Linked DNA regions of Mus musculus: region 1 is linked to region 2. A link is a contact called in public Hi-C data. All regions are on one chromosome and are shown on one strand. Each heading gives the region's core, a stretch centred on a gene start, on an enhancer-like site or on the middle of the called end of the contact. The rest is flanking DNA. Distances are from core to core; before and after follow the strand shown. Region 1 holds the start of Pih1d2 (PIH1 domain containing 2). Region 2 holds the start of Bud13 (BUD13 homolog).

Region 1 (7,754 bases), core at 3,255-5,754, 4.3 Mb before region 2:
CAATTTTCAGAGGTTTCTCGTTCCGATCCTTTACAACCTTTAATTCGTACGCAGGTTTCTTAACCTCCACCTGGATTTCCGAACTAGAAATCTCTTCTATAAGACATCGTCCTTTGGCCGACGCTTGCTTTTTTGTCAATAGCACCTCAGGAAGGTGATTAGGTTCACTCACAGTGCTGCTTCTGATCCTCGCAAGAGTATTTTCTTCATGGAAAAAAAGGGAGGGGAAATGCAAATATTATCACGCCGTGGGCTTTAGGATAGGATAGGATAGGTGGTGTCCAGAGCCAGCTGATGCTACTGCAGTTATATTACTTGGAAATGTTAGCTCTAAAGCATCTGAAACTGCTGGCTCAGTGATCGCCTGCCTAGCATCTGAGGCTTTGGGTTGGATTTGACTCTGGCACAGCTAAACAAACAGATGGAGAGACCCAGAACCTCAAACCAAAGAATCTGCTTGGGTTCCTGCAGGATGTTGACATCTTCCTGGATACTTTGACATTTCTAACAATGTGTATCCTTCTCTTTAAGCTTCTCATTCTTTTAAGATAGAGACGTGGCCTGAAAACTATGCATGGGCTACAAACCCAGAATCTGCCATCACTTCATTTTCAGCTCACATCCATGGACTTACCTGTTCTCGTCATCGCTTTTAGGTCTGGGAAGTCAGTTTTAATGCCCATCAGACTTTCTTTCATTCTCTGGATGCTTCCTTTCAGTCTAAAACTAGTTAAATGGTAGGAATGTGCAAGTGTGAACTGGAGTCGCTCCTCGATGCACAGCATGGCCATTCTTATTAACTGATCTTTGATCCCTTGGTCTTTTTCTGCCGCTTGCAGAACACCAGGATTGTAGGCAACATCAATGATGGTATAAGCATCTGTGTGTAATTCAGAGACAGCTTGATTCTATAAGGATTTTTGTTGGGTAGTATACCAACCCATATTAGCAAAGTTGCAAGCGACAGATTCCATCCCTGTGTTCTTAGAGCAATCACAGAAGCACTATGTTTTAAACCAGCAGTGGCTGGTCAGAAAGGAAGCCAACACAAAGTTTATTAGGAGGAAGGGCTTTGGAGTGAGGAAAAGCCTCAGACAACGACAATGCAGTATATGGAGATCTAAGCATGATGGGACCTTAAAGGGAACAAGAGCCTCCCTGTAAAGCCCGGGGAGGGGCTTTGTAGGTTGAGACTGAGAGGCAGTCTGGGAGGGAAAGCTGGCTGCAGGGAGATTTGAGACGGCAGAGACAAGGAAGGACAAGGGTCCTGCAGAGGGCAGCTGCAGACCATTTGCATGAGCAAAATCTCCCTGAAGACCAAGCTGAGAAACACAACAAAAAGCTGACTTTTAAAATAACCTTTTAGGAGTGATAGTAATTTTCATGCCACCTAATTTACTTGGGTATAGTGTACATGACGACATGGAAGAGATAGGCGATCATGACTTGAAGGCTGTCAAGTCATAGCACAGGCTGATTTCTAACTCTGCTCAGCAGGGAGGCATGGCCTAAAGATGCAGGTGCCTGTTCTAACATATACACAAAATCCCAATTCTATGCTGCCATTTCTATTTGTGTTAAAGCAGATCAGACTAGAAATAATATTAAATGTGCACAAAGCACACCAACCTGTTGGTAATTATTATTATTTCATGAATCATTATACTAATATTATTTACTATATCAATTTGTCATCAGATGAAATAATTTAATTAAAATATTTCTATCAAGTAAATTCTAGTCTTTGAATATGTTCAATATTCACATATAGCCGGTTGGTGGTGGCAGAACACTTTTAATTCCGGACTCTGGAGGCAGAGGTAGGCGGATCTCTGAGTTTAAGGCCAGCCTGGTCTACAGAGTGATTTCTAGTCAGAGCTATACAGAGAAACCCTGTCTGGAAAAAATAACAAAAATTCGCACAGGCTTTCTTTCCTTCTTTCTACCTGATGCCTCAGCGGAGTCTTCTGGTCTGCCAACACTTACAGGCACAGGACGAGTGGCTGACTGCGGAGCGGGAATCCTTTCCCATTGACATAGGTTGATAAAAAGTACTTTTTCGTTTGGTTTCTAGAAAGTGAATAATTTTGATGTTGCCAAATGAGATTTAATGACAATATCCTGAAAGCAAGTCCTCACTTTTTTCCCCAGGCCTTCCCACATGCTAGGCAATGCTCTATAACACAGCTGGACCTCCCACGACAGAGGGTCCTGTCACTCACTCAGTGATTATATTAAAACTGCTTGACATCCTGCAGAATTTCCAAGCAAATTATTTGACTTGAAGTTCTTTTCTTAAAGTTTTGGTTCATTCGTTCGTTTGCTTGTTCATTCATTCATTCACTCATTTTGCTATGCCAGGAATCAAATTCAACTCAGAGCCTCACATGCTAGGCAAGCATTCTACCACTGAGACACACTTTTTTGTTACTTGATCTCCCCAAAGCTTCTGGCTCTTCATTCTAAATCCAACTGCTGTTCTCTCCCAGAGGAACTGGACAGGAGAAGGAGCTGAAGTTAGCACTGCTCCACGTGTTCTGGACCTCACAGCACCACTTCATTATTTCACTAACAGTGAAATGGAAATGTCTCCAGGCCTGAGTCTTATTAAATCAGAACCAGGAAGCTTTTAATCCCAGCACTCAGGATGCAGAGGCAGGAGGATCTCAGAGTTCAAGGCCAGCCTGGTTTACATAGCATCAGACAGTCAGGACTACTTAAAGAGACTTGTCTCAACAAACATACATTCACTGCCTCTGGGCCAGTTTGATGGCTCAGTGGATCAGAGCACCTGGCTCCAGGCTGATGGCCTGAATTCTTTCCTCACCTCATCGAAGGCGAGAGCCTGCTCCCCAGTCATCCTCTGTCCTTGCACATGCACTCTCTTGAACCCACACACATATAAAATACATTTAAAAAACCTTAATTAATTATAGCACTATTTTCCACCTATCAGGACAATAAAGTTGCATTAGGGGATTTCTAAAATACCAAGTATGAATTTCTTATTTTTACTCCTTCAGTGAAATCTTCCATGTGGTTTCATTTTCTGTTCAGAGAGTTTTAGTAAACTTCTCTTGTGTTAAAGTAGCGCTAGAAAAGGCTACTGTATCCCCTGGCTAACCCAGAGTAGTTTTACTGAAGACCTCTCCTTCCTTGCATCAGTTCTACATACTAGGATCTTGGTCTGTATGCAGAGTTGAGGTTCTGGGTTGACACAGAGCTGTTTGCCATCTTTCAACTCCTGCTGAATGAAGTTCCGGTAGCGCTCGGGGTCATTTTCAGCCAAATCATCGAGCATATTCCAGAACTGGGAAATGTGGGTAAGAAGACCCTTTGAGGACACCGTCATGATGGTGATGAGACAGGCCTTTGGAACCTGCAGAGAGACAGGACTTGAGAAAAGGCATGTAAGGTATTTACTGCCCTGTTTCTTCTTTCAGGGAAGGAGGAAGGCTTTTGCAAGTGTGCTGCGGGTCTTAACTAAAAGATTGCACACCCATACTGCTTTATCTTGGCTTTCCTACAGTCTGTGAGTAGAACCACTTCCTAAATTCCTACGTTGTACCTGTACTTCCGTCTGGTCTTCATAAATACAGAGGGAACAGAAAGGACTTTTGTTCCAATAGTTGGATATTGGCTGACTTGGTGCCTTCCAGACCTGGAATTGTGAGGTAGGGGTGTGTGTGTGTGCGTGAAAGAAAGACGGGTAGAGAGACTGGGGTCGGGGGAGACAGATACATAGACAGACAGTATAGTAGTTAAAAGTAGGCGCACTGGAGCCAGTATGCTTACGTTCTTGCAAACTTCAGACATCTATGTTGCCTTGAGCAAGCAGTGTATATACTCAAAATAAAGATGAGGGGGCTGGAGAGATGGCTCAGCGGTTAGGAGCACTGACTGCTCTTTTAGAGGTCCTGAGTTCAAATCCCAGCAACCACATGGTAGCTCACAATTCTATAATGAGATCTGGCGCCTCTTCTGACATAGAGCTATATATGCAGAACACTGTATATAATAAATAAATGAATCTTTAAAAAAAAGATAAGGATTAAGAACACTAATATTTAAAGCTGGAACATTATGTGAGAGCAATAGTCAAAGATTCCGCCCTCCTTCAATCACCCTCCTTCTGCAAAAGAGAAAGTTCCCAATATTTTTAAAAAGAGGTTTAGAGTCTTCAAATTATATATTAAAGTTAGATTAAATCAACAACGAATACACACTTAATCCAAACGTGGGGGAAACGCGCACGTCTTCTCTCAGTTTGCCGACAAACTGCGACTCCGGTTACCATGGTAACCAGTCCCGGTACACCATCTAACTGGGTCCGGAGAGCGCAAAGTAGAGCTGTGTCTCTATATCCAGTTCCGGTTCTCTTCTCCGGGTCCGGACTGGCTCCTCCGCAGGCCGTCCCGCTTGTCTCTCGGGAGAGCGCCGCCTTCCTTCCTGCACCCGTCAGCTTCCACGGCGACCGGCGAGCCCGCTCTGTGGGAGTCTCCGGTGGGAGGGAAGCGTTTCTCCGGAGCACGACTTCCGGCCCGGAAGGAAGCCGCCACCTTTTCTCCCACCCCGCCACGCGAGGCTGCGGCGCACGGTATGGGTGTGTGTGTGTGTGTGTGTTTGTGTCGGGAGGGCGTTGCGAGGGAAGGCCGCCGAGAGCGCCGGGGCTGCGGCGGGGCAGGGAGCCCGCTGACAGACATGGGGGCGCTTTCCCCCACGTCCCCTTGGAAACCTCAAGCTCCCCCCGAGGCACTCTAGATACTTCCTGGGGCCCAACGGAAGGCCGTGCCCAAGCCCTGTGTCCCCATTCTGTCCCGGGAGTGAAAGCGAGCCGCCGGGCGCCGGCCCAGCCCAGCGAGAGCGGGGAATGCCCCGGTCCGCCCGCCCGCAGGCCGCTTTCCGCGCCTGCGCCTCCTCTGGCCTGGGTCCCCGAGAGCGAGCCGCCGGGCGGGCTCGGCTGGGGGAAGGCAGCCGTAGCCTGGGCCTCGGGTGAGGAGGGCACAGTAACCGGTGGGAAGGCTGCGTTTTCACGAAGGACTCGGGTGAAGCTGCAGAGCTGCCTTTCAGCCCTGACTCCTTGGCTTCCTGGGTCGGAGGAGATCTTGTAATGGAGTGGTTCTTCGTCTCACACTAACAGGATGCCTGATTTCCTCAGGATCGAGGGGTGAGTGAGCATCGGGACAGTGGCACCAAGCCCCTGCTAGCTACACATGTGAATATCGTTGTCTTCTGGGTTTTGGAAAGTTCCGTACAGTGTAGGAAACAAAATGTCCTGAGTAGAGATATTTAGGTCATCTAAAAACTTTTTTACAATTCAGTTTATTTTTTTACTGTTGACATACGTGGTGTTTGATGCCTTCAAATCTTCGTGTTTATATCTTTGCAAGCGAATTTTGGGGAGTTTTGAGATTTGATTTCTAGCCGGGACACTAACACACCCGTTGCCTGAGTCCATGCAGCCTGGGGGCAGGTTACGGCTTTAAGGAATTTGATTTTGAGGAGTTGGGGTAGAGTCCAAACTCGGGGATCCCCATAGGTTAAAAGGCCAACCGAAAATGTCTGGGGAATCATATTGTATCTGTATCGATCACGTACAGACCTTTCCCACTTTGGTCATTATTTTAATCTCCATCGTAACATTTACATAACATTTGCATAGTTTTAAGTATTATAATTAATCTAAATACCCTCACTCATCCTAACTGGAAGAGCATGTCTGTTGGCAGGTGGTGGCAGTAAGAAGATGAGTTAAGGGCTGGCCGAGGCCACTTAAGAACCTGACTAAAAAAACAGTCCTATTTTAAAATACACAGGAGCATAGTTTCTATACAAATATTATACTAGTCTAAAAGAGGAATGAGCGCCCTAGGATTGCTTTGTGTGTGCATGGATGTCACCGAGGGACTTTATCCAGGGTAGCTCTTAGGCTAGGCAAATGCTTTACCAGGCCATACTTGGATTTAGTACCTTTAGGGTCCTGGAACTGATCCGTCATGGATCTTGACTACTTGACAGAGAATCGTGAAGACTGAATAACATGGTGCTCATGGAAAACAAATTTTGAGCAGCTTTGTGCAATTTTAAAGACTAATGTACATCATCCCTTCATCCTTACATGCACCATAGTTGGGTATCATAATGGTGAAAGGAAAATTTTCCCTTCGATTTTCTAAGTTCAGTGATTTTTTTTTCTTTCTTCACTTCTTTGTTTCTTTATAATTTACTAAAAATAAATTTATTGCATATTATTGGTTCATTTCAGATTAAAGAATGTCCCGGGTTCCGTTGGGGAAAGTCCTCTTGAGGAATGTCATCCGGCACACAGATGCTCACAATAAGGTAGGCAGTACCGCCTAGTGACTGCCAGCATTTCCTGAGGGCACACAGTAAACCATGAATTATGTAGGGAGTTAACAAAGGTGCATAAGAAACAACCATAGTTTGAAAGTACTGTAACATGAAGATACTTACAAAATGCTTTAGTGTACCAAGGAAGGAATAAAGAAATCTGCCTTGGGAAAATTAGAATGATTTCACAGAGTGAATGGTCTTTGATATTTGAATTGGTACTTGATGTTGATGGATAAATGTTTACCAGGTGCATTGCTTGCTTTTGACTGAGAATCCTCTGTACAAATACAGAGCAACAGAGCAAGGGCTCGTGATGTACTTGAGTGATGATGTCTCCTGTATGCAAAGCCTCATTCCATCCTGCCCTCTATCAGTCATCACTTGGGGCAAGGCATTTTGCTTCTAGGAAGTCAGAGATAGGAACAGTGATAGAAGATAAGACGCAAGTGGCAAATTAGAGTTGTTTTCTTGACACTTAGGAGATAAACTTTCTCTTCTGAGCAATAAAGAAGACATCAGCTAGGAGTGGTGTCTTACATGTTTCATACCTGTAAGTGGTGTTTTACCCTTGAGGAGGTGAGGTGGTGTGACTGCCACATATGTCAGTTTAGACCGATGATTTGTCAGTGTGGTAGAAGATAGATGACGGAGAGGGGCACTGGGGAGGATGATGGGATGAGTGGTTTCGAGGAGCTTAGAGACAGAATCTAGGAGACTTTGTGAGGCAATGCTGTGATGAGAGTGGAGTCCAGCAGAACCGCCTTCTGTGACTGGAAAGGAAGTAATGAAGGGACAACAATGACAAAGGACAAACACGGGGACATAAAAAGATCAGGAATCCTTTGTCCCGTTTTCTTCAGCACACTACTCCTGGCTTGGTTGTTCTTATCACTGTCAGCATCATAGTACTTAGGTGTTAAGTACTGGGATTGAACCTGTGAATCACTGAGAATCACTAAGCTTACTGTCTAGCTGGCCTTGAACTTATCACTTCCGCAGTGACTGATTACAGACCTGTGCCCAGCTGTTACCTGAGTAACTAGAGGATGGAAGTGTAATGGTTACTCTGGCTACTTACATAGACAGTTATGTTAATTCTACTTGCAGTTGCATAGGGTCCTTGGATTTGAGAGTGACAGCTAAAAACAAAGTAGTTCTAGCGTAGGTTTAATCAAGTGTGTACGAGGACTTAGAAATAAAATGTGCTTTTGCTTTTGGCAGTTGTCATCTGCTTTCTAGGATATTTTCTGGTAGCTATGTTGCTTTGTTTCTGTTTGTGACAAGAATTTTAATGTGAGCCAGGTATGATGTACATAGCTGTAATCTCAGCACTGAGGAGATAGTCAGGTGGTTTGCTTAAGTACACAGCTAGCCTGTTGTGTGTTGCAAAAATGCAGAAA
Region 2 (7,131 bases), core at 3,895-6,394:
GTGGTTATGGGTCTGTCTCGGAGAAGAGGTACCTAAGGAACCATGATGGCCTCTCCTAGGAGATACGGCTGAAGAATTACGATGAGACTTCCTGGGGGGAGAAGCATCTAAGTCATGGCGGACTCTCCTGGGAGGAGATGGATCCGGGGTGTCATGGCGGACTCTCCTGGGAGGAGATAGATCCGGGGTGTCATGACGAACTCTCCTTGGGGGAGATAGATCCGGGGTGTCATGACGAACTCTCCTGGGAGGAGATGGGTCTGGGGTGTCATGACGGGCCTTCCTGGGAGGAGATGGGTCTGGGGTGTCATGACGGGCCTTTCTGGGAGGAGATGTGTCTGGGGTGTCATGACGGGCCTTCCTGGGAGGAGATGGGTCTGGGGTGTCATGACGGGCCTTTCTGGGAGGAGATGTGTCTGGGGTGTCATGACGGACCCTCCTAGGAGGAGATGAATCTTGGTCATCGTGATGAAAATGTCCATCTTCACCGTGGCCTAAACACAAGAGCAAACAGTAAGAGTCCCACAATGTGCTCTGGCCTAATGGCACAGAGGGTAACAAACCCCACTTAGGAGACAATTCTTTTGTCACCTATGTATAAGAAAAGAGCAAGCACCAGGAATATTCTATAGTTAAATAGATCTCAAGAAGTAAGATTGAATCACAGTGACCTAGACTATAGACTGAGACCGTCTCAAAGGTTTAAAAAAAAGAAAGGAAGGAAAGGAAGACACAGGGGATGGAGGAGAAGATGGGAGAGCCTTGTTTATGGAAAGTCAGGAGAACAGAGAAATAGTCACAAAGTGAAAGACAAAACTCTGGCTCTGACCACAGGAGCTGTTTCATTCTAGAACCGTGGAAAGGCTGGTCTCCAGGCTCTGACAAGTCAGCCTCTAATGTTCCATGCCCTTCTTCTAAAGTCCTGACATCTTTGTCCCATCATGTTTTTCATCATCACTGACATAAAACAAACCAGGCATTCCCCTAAGGCAGGGAAGCAGAAGGAACCCATCCTGGAAATGAGATGTGCAGTTGTGTTGCTGCTGACACTCACCTCCCAGAAGCTTCCACTTGGCACTGGAGCGGAAGGCCTCCATCTGCTTTACCTCTTCTGGACGCTCATCCACAAACTCAGCCACCTGCAGGAGTAGGGGCACTACAGTGAGGAAACCCACAGGACCCAGCCAAGGATCACTTGTCTCAAGAACCCAGAGCCATAGCTTACAGGCAGAGAACTGCCTGCTTCTCCTTGTGATCGCATGACTGACTTCTACTGCCCATCATGAGACTATCATACCAAACAGTGCTAGCCGAAGATCAAAAATTCAAAACCATTTTCTGCTGAAAATGTATCATGTCCACACCACTGCACAGTCAAAACATTAAGTTGGAGCAGGGTGTGGTGGCGCACGCCTTTAATCCCAGCACTTGGGAGGCAGAGGCAGGTGGATTTCTGAATTCAAGGCCAGCCTGGTCTACAGAGTGAGTTTCAGGATAGCCAGGGCTACACAGAGAAACCCTATCTCGAAAAACCAAACCAAACCAAACCAAACCAAAAAAAAAAAAAAAACATTAAGTTGGGACTGTCTGTCTGTATAAGCACCATGAAGGAAACAGTGCCACACAGCTCTCTTGAGGGTCACCTCTCCCCTTGCTCAGTGTCAAGTCTGAGAAGCCTGGATCATTTCAAAGTCCTGACAAAAGTCTCCACGAGATACATACCACAGGCAAATCTCCATCCTCTTCCTCCTCCTTTTCCGGCTTAGCAGTAGAGATAGCCGCCCAGCCCACATCATCATCAACAATCCGCATTCTAGATGAGAACAATAAAAACTCAAAACGGAAGTCATGCTGTAACACGGGCCTACCTACCTGTTGTTCTTTACAGATGGTTGTGAGCCACCATGTAGTTGCTGGGGATTGAACTCAGGACCTCTGGAAGAGTAGTCTATACTCTGAGCCATCTCTCCAGCCCCTTACCTGTTGTTCTTTGACATTTAGAGTGTGTGTGTGTGTGTGTGACAGTGATGGTGTATATATGTGATATGGCATGCATATGGAGGCCAGAGGACAACCTGCAGGAGTCAGTTCTCTCCCTCCGCTATGTGGGTTCAGGGGATGGAATTCAGGTTGTCAGGCTTGTCAAGTGCAGAGCCATGTCACTGCCCCCTACTGGCTTTTAAACTTAAAGGTATGGCTCAATGTTTGTGTGCTGTCAATTCACTCCATCACTGTCCACCTTTGGTAATATCAGTTTTTACAAAGGCACCCCCTTCCTTCTGCCAGACCTACTCTTCTCACTGTTAATCACGAATCTTATTTTCTTTGGGCCCTGTGTATTAGTCAGGGTTCTCTAGAGTCACAGAACTTATGGATAGTCTCTAGATAGTAAAGGAATTTATTGATGATTTACAGTCGGCAGCCCAATTCCCAACAATGGTTCAGTCGCAGCTATGAATGGAAGTCCAAGGATCTAGCAGCTACTCAGTCTCACGCAGCAAGCAGGCGAAGGAGCAAGAGCTAGAGCTAGACTCCCTTCTTCCAATGTCCTTATATTGTCTCCAGCAGAAGGTGTAGCCCAGATTAAAGGTGTGTTCCACCACACCTTTAATCCCAGATGAAAGGTGTAGCCCAGATTAAAGGTGTTTTCCTTAAACTGGGAGATTCAATCTTCTGGAATCCATAGCCACTATGGCTCAAGATCTCCAAACCAAGATCCAGATAAGGATCTCCAAGCCTCAAGATAAGGGTCACTGGTGAGCCTTCCAATTCCGGATTGTAGTTCATTCCAAATATTGTCAAGTTGACAACCAGGAATAGCCACTACACCCTGGTTTTTAATAACTTCCTTGGACCTATCTTTCTTGCTCACTGTCTCCTACTCCCAGAGTAGAAATACCTCTACACACTCTTAGAATGCTTTCATTTGTATTTATCAGCCCATATTCTCATTAAATTCTAAGTTCCAACAGCCAAGGGCTAAGGCATTCTCTTATTTATTCCCTTCTTCTTGTTGTTGTTCCCTATAGCTAGCTTCCAGCTCTCTATCCTCCAGCCCAGCCTCCCCTGTGCTGGGATTATAGACTTTTACCACCATATCCTGCTGACTAATACATTTTTTGTTCATCAAGGCTTCTTCAACACAACTGTCACAGGAGGTATTCAGCCCTCCACACCCATGGACTTCACAACTGCAAACTCAACCAGGGGAAAAGGAATGGCCAATGTATTAAACAGATAGACTTTCTTTAGTTACAATGGCCTATATAACGTAACTACTGGCATACTACCTAAGCTGTAGTGGGCTTTTAAGTAATTAATCTAAGGATGATTTAAAGAGGATGTGAATAGTTGACATGAAAATAGTGTATCATTTTGAGCTTCAGGAACCAGTGCCCCAATTACTGTAAGGTGGTGGCAAGCCAATAAATAAATGTGTGCCACACAGATGAACTGTGCTGCAAGGAGGAGGTTATTTGAAATGCCAGGAACACATGACACAGCTTTAATCACAACAACCATTTCAGACAAGTAGTAAGGGGCTGGGACTTCAGGCTCAGAGAGATGAACATCTCTCTCTTTTTTTTTTTTTTTTTTTTGGTTTTTTGAGACAGGGTTTCTCTGTGTAGCCCTGGCTGTCCTGGAACTCACTTTGTAGACCAGGCTGGCCTCAAACTCAGAAATCCGCCTGCCTCTGCCTCCCGAGTGCTGGGATTAAAGGCGTGTGCCACCACGCCCGGCTGAGATGAACATCTCTTGCCCTGGACCACTCAGGCTATAAGTAGCACAGCTAGGATTCTAATTCTAATCAGTATTGCTCCAAAGCTTAAACTTTCCCCCTGCATGCCATTGCCCCTTCTTCCAGGGACATCAGCCACACTGAATTCAACACCACCTTAACTGAATATAGGCTCATCTTAACTGGTAACACCACAAAGATTCCATCTATAAATGAGGTCATGCTCAAGCTCTAATGAAGAGAAGTGTGGAAATGAGGGACTAATTCGACCCAGTTCAATGGACCATACGGTAATAATACTGTTAGACCATGATACTGCCCCACAGAGAGGGTGAGCCACACTTTGTATCCTATCTAGTACTCTCTTTAAGCTGATAAGCATTTAGTAGACCTGGGGGTGGAGTGTGAGAATGGAATTAGCCCCCAGAGTTTCAACTTTCTATCCAAAATAGCACCTTCAGTAAGCTGCTAAACTTAGGGCTGCTGCTCTAAAGCCTACAAATACAGACATTTCCTTTTGTTCTGTAGGTTGATGTTGGATATCCTAACCCAACCTTTCCAGATTCCAGTGGCCAAGTTACTAATGGACATTTCATCTGAACTCTGTCTCAGCACATCTCTTTGCAATCTGGAAGTATAGTGTTTAATATAAATGTCTGCTCCATTACAATGTTCTGAAAGCTATATGGTCAACTATTTTAGAAAGAGGCCAGGCACAGGATGTGAACTGTTCCCATTTTAGTTGTTACTGTTAGTAGTAGATGTGAGTAATAGGATATGGGTCTTTGATTCCAGATCAGTTCCTGGCACTTTGGAACCCTCAGAAAGAGATTTTTGGATCTAGAAAGAAAGAAAGAAAGAAAGAAAGAAAGAAAGAAGAGGGAAGAGAAAAAGAAGAAGGAAAGAAAGAGAAGGGAAGGGAGAAAGAGAGAAATAAAGTGAGAAAGAAAAAGGTTTGAATCAGCTTTGCTATTCTTGGACACGACTTTCAATCTGTACATGGAACGACGTAAGCTACAAACGCGGGGAGAAAGTGAGTTAAGTTCTAGCTGCCTTTAACACAAGGAAGGCGCTGCTCAGAGGATGAGGTCTGAGCTGCCAGTGGCAGCTACAATCCCGCCCCGGGGCAGTGGAGCGGGGCCTGAGCTCGGGCCGGGGTCGGCAGCACCGCGCGGGCCAGGACGAGGAAGAGCTGCGGCCGAGGGCGCCACCGGGCAGCGCGACACCTCACCAGTCCACTCACCCCTTGCCGCCAGCGCCTCCAGGCTTCGGCCGTTTTTTGCGCCGCTTGCGACCGGCCTCGGGACCTCCTTCCAAGCCAGCATCTGTCCCAGACAAGTAACGCTTCAGATACTCAGCTTTGGTGAGTGGCGGAGCTGCCGCCATGGCAGCGGCGAGGGCGGGGCAACAGCTCGGCGTGGGGGACAAAATTCTTCAACGCGAAACGGTAGGGGTGGAGCCAGAAGCGGAAGCTTTAGGACGGGGACTTTTTGAACTGCTGGACTTAAAGACTTGAGCCTTAAGAGGCTCCAGGGGAGAGTGCGTGCATCTCGGGCTGGCTGTGCTTTTCCTGAGACGACGAATCGGTGCAACAGCCTGCAGCCCACGCTGTCTCAGCTGAGAAGCCACAGGCCGATGTAACATGATCCTACCCTGGCAGCATCAGCGCCAGAGTAAGGAAGAACACCTGTATGAATGGTGGGACTTACCATAGCTGTACCACTAGGGGCACATTCTTGAGCAGCGTTTTAATAATGGACGCTGTACCAAACGTTTCAATTTCAATCACTTTTATTGCTATAAATACCTTTTGGTGGGAAGTCTGCTGGAAGAGGCTTCCGGGTACCATTTAGGGGAAGTCAAACTTGTGACTATAAAAGTTTGATAGGTTTTTATCAAACCTGTACTGACCTTCTCACCTTTGATATGTCTTTCTAAAAAATGATATAAACTCTTCCCAGTGAAATGGATTCGTGGTCAGTGTGGCAAAGAAACCAGGAAGATTCTGGAGTTTCTTCTATAAAGGGTTAAGTGTTTTATGACTTCTCACTTAACCCTCACAATTTTTTTTTCTTTCATCCAGCACCGAGGATTAAACCCAAGGCCTTTTGCACATGGTATGCAGGAGTTCTATAGAACTACATCCCCACTCTTTTGAATGTTGAAGATCTAAATTGCCTAAGCTGCCCCTGAATTTGTTAGCCTTCCTCCTCAGCCTCTCAAGTGGCTGGACACCATGACCTACCCTTCAGTTTTATTAGCCTCCTTTATAGATAATAAGAACTTTCGGGTAAGTACAGGAACCCACACATCTTCATACTGCCTGGCTCTAATTTTTGCTAGCAGAGGCCAAACAAGGATGGTGCTGGTTATCCAGTTTGAATTCGTTTTGTCTTGAATCAGGGTTTTTCTGTGTAGCCCAGGCTGTCCTGGAACTTCCTCTGTAGACCAAATCGGCTTCAAACTCATAGAACCACCTGCCTCTGCTGGGATTAAAGGTGTGTGCCACCCTGCTTTTCCAGACTGCTTTAAGCTGCATGAGAACAGCTAGACTCCACACAGGTGTACCTGGCTCAGAGCAGACAGGATGGCCTATTGGAGTGAATCAAATGCTGCCTCTACAGCAGCCACCTCAAGAAAGATTTGCTTAGGAAACTAAACTGGTTTTTCCTTCCTCATTTCTTTTCATGAAGACGGACTCTCACTGCATGGCCCAAGCTGTCCTCAGTCTCCTCGGAGCTGAGTGTGACTCAGTGTGACCCAGCTTAGTCTAGCACATGGTAATCAGTAAGGACATGAACGCAGAGGCGGGTGTCGTTTAAAGGCCATCACTTTAATGTGGCGTCTTCACCTGTGCCTGCTCGGCCCCTCCGACATCCTTCCCTGCTGAGTCAGTACTTCACATGCCCAGAGCCAGCAGAAACTTGTATTTCACTTCCCCAGACTTCAAAGGTCCAGCACTGGAGGTCAGAGAGCTGACAGGCAAACGGTGATGGCAGACCGCCTGGTGTTTCTGGGATTCTTCTCACGCCGACTTTAAAACCTCCAAAAGAAGGTCAAGGAGCACAGTAGGGCTGCAGCTGCCTCGTCCGTCAGCTGCTAATCTTGGGTGCTTACATTTCTAACTCAAGTGGTAACCTCTTCACCATGGACGAGGGCTTGAGCACTCCTCGTCAGTTCCCCACAGTAACAGATAACCCTGCAGTGTGAGTGGCACTGTAGCTGGCCAGTGAGCTGGCCACTGCTACCGCTGTGGGGCCAGGCCCGCCTCATAGCCCTCTGTCTTCATGTCATTGAGCCCGAGCTCCTCATTTTGGTCAAAGGTGCGTTTGTACCGCTCGACCTTCATCTCTGGATCGTCTTCAGGTGCATACACATTCTGCAGGGCCAAG

Evidence for each region. Hi-C and Micro-C count contacts between places; a contact is called where the count stands out from the background.
Region 1: a Hi-C map of B cells shows a contact between it and region 2, with 6 read pairs. The contact joins the promoter of Pih1d2 here to the promoter of Bud13 in region 2. A contact is called at or near these places in 2 of 39 promoter capture datasets (erythroid cells and pre-B cells) and 2 of 484 Hi-C or Micro-C datasets (B cells and CD8 T cells).

Annotation. Positions count from the first base shown.
Region 1 is chr9:50,614,071-50,621,824 of GRCm38.p6, reverse strand. Pih1d2 (PIH1 domain containing 2) reads right to left here and starts at 4,504. Exons shown (of 6, transcript NM_028300.2): 1 at 4,227-4,504; 2 at 3,176-3,379; 3 at 1,947-2,070; 4 at 635-880; 5 at 1-204. The coding sequence starts at 3,352. Nkapd1 (NKAP domain containing 1) reads left to right here and starts at 4,361. Exons shown (of 6, transcript NM_212449.2): 1 at 4,361-4,597; 2 at 6,266-6,342. The coding sequence starts at 6,274.
Region 2 is chr9:46,281,025-46,288,155 of GRCm38.p6, reverse strand. It overlaps Bud13 (BUD13 homolog), which reads right to left and starts at 5,144. Exons shown (of 10, transcript NM_146000.2): 1 at 4,983-5,144; 2 at 1,723-1,813; 3 at 1,055-1,139; 4 at 1-494. The coding sequence starts at 5,125. It overlaps Zpr1 (ZPR1 zinc finger), which reads right to left. Exons shown (of 14, transcript NM_011752.2): 14 at 5,513-7,118. The coding sequence ends at 6,984.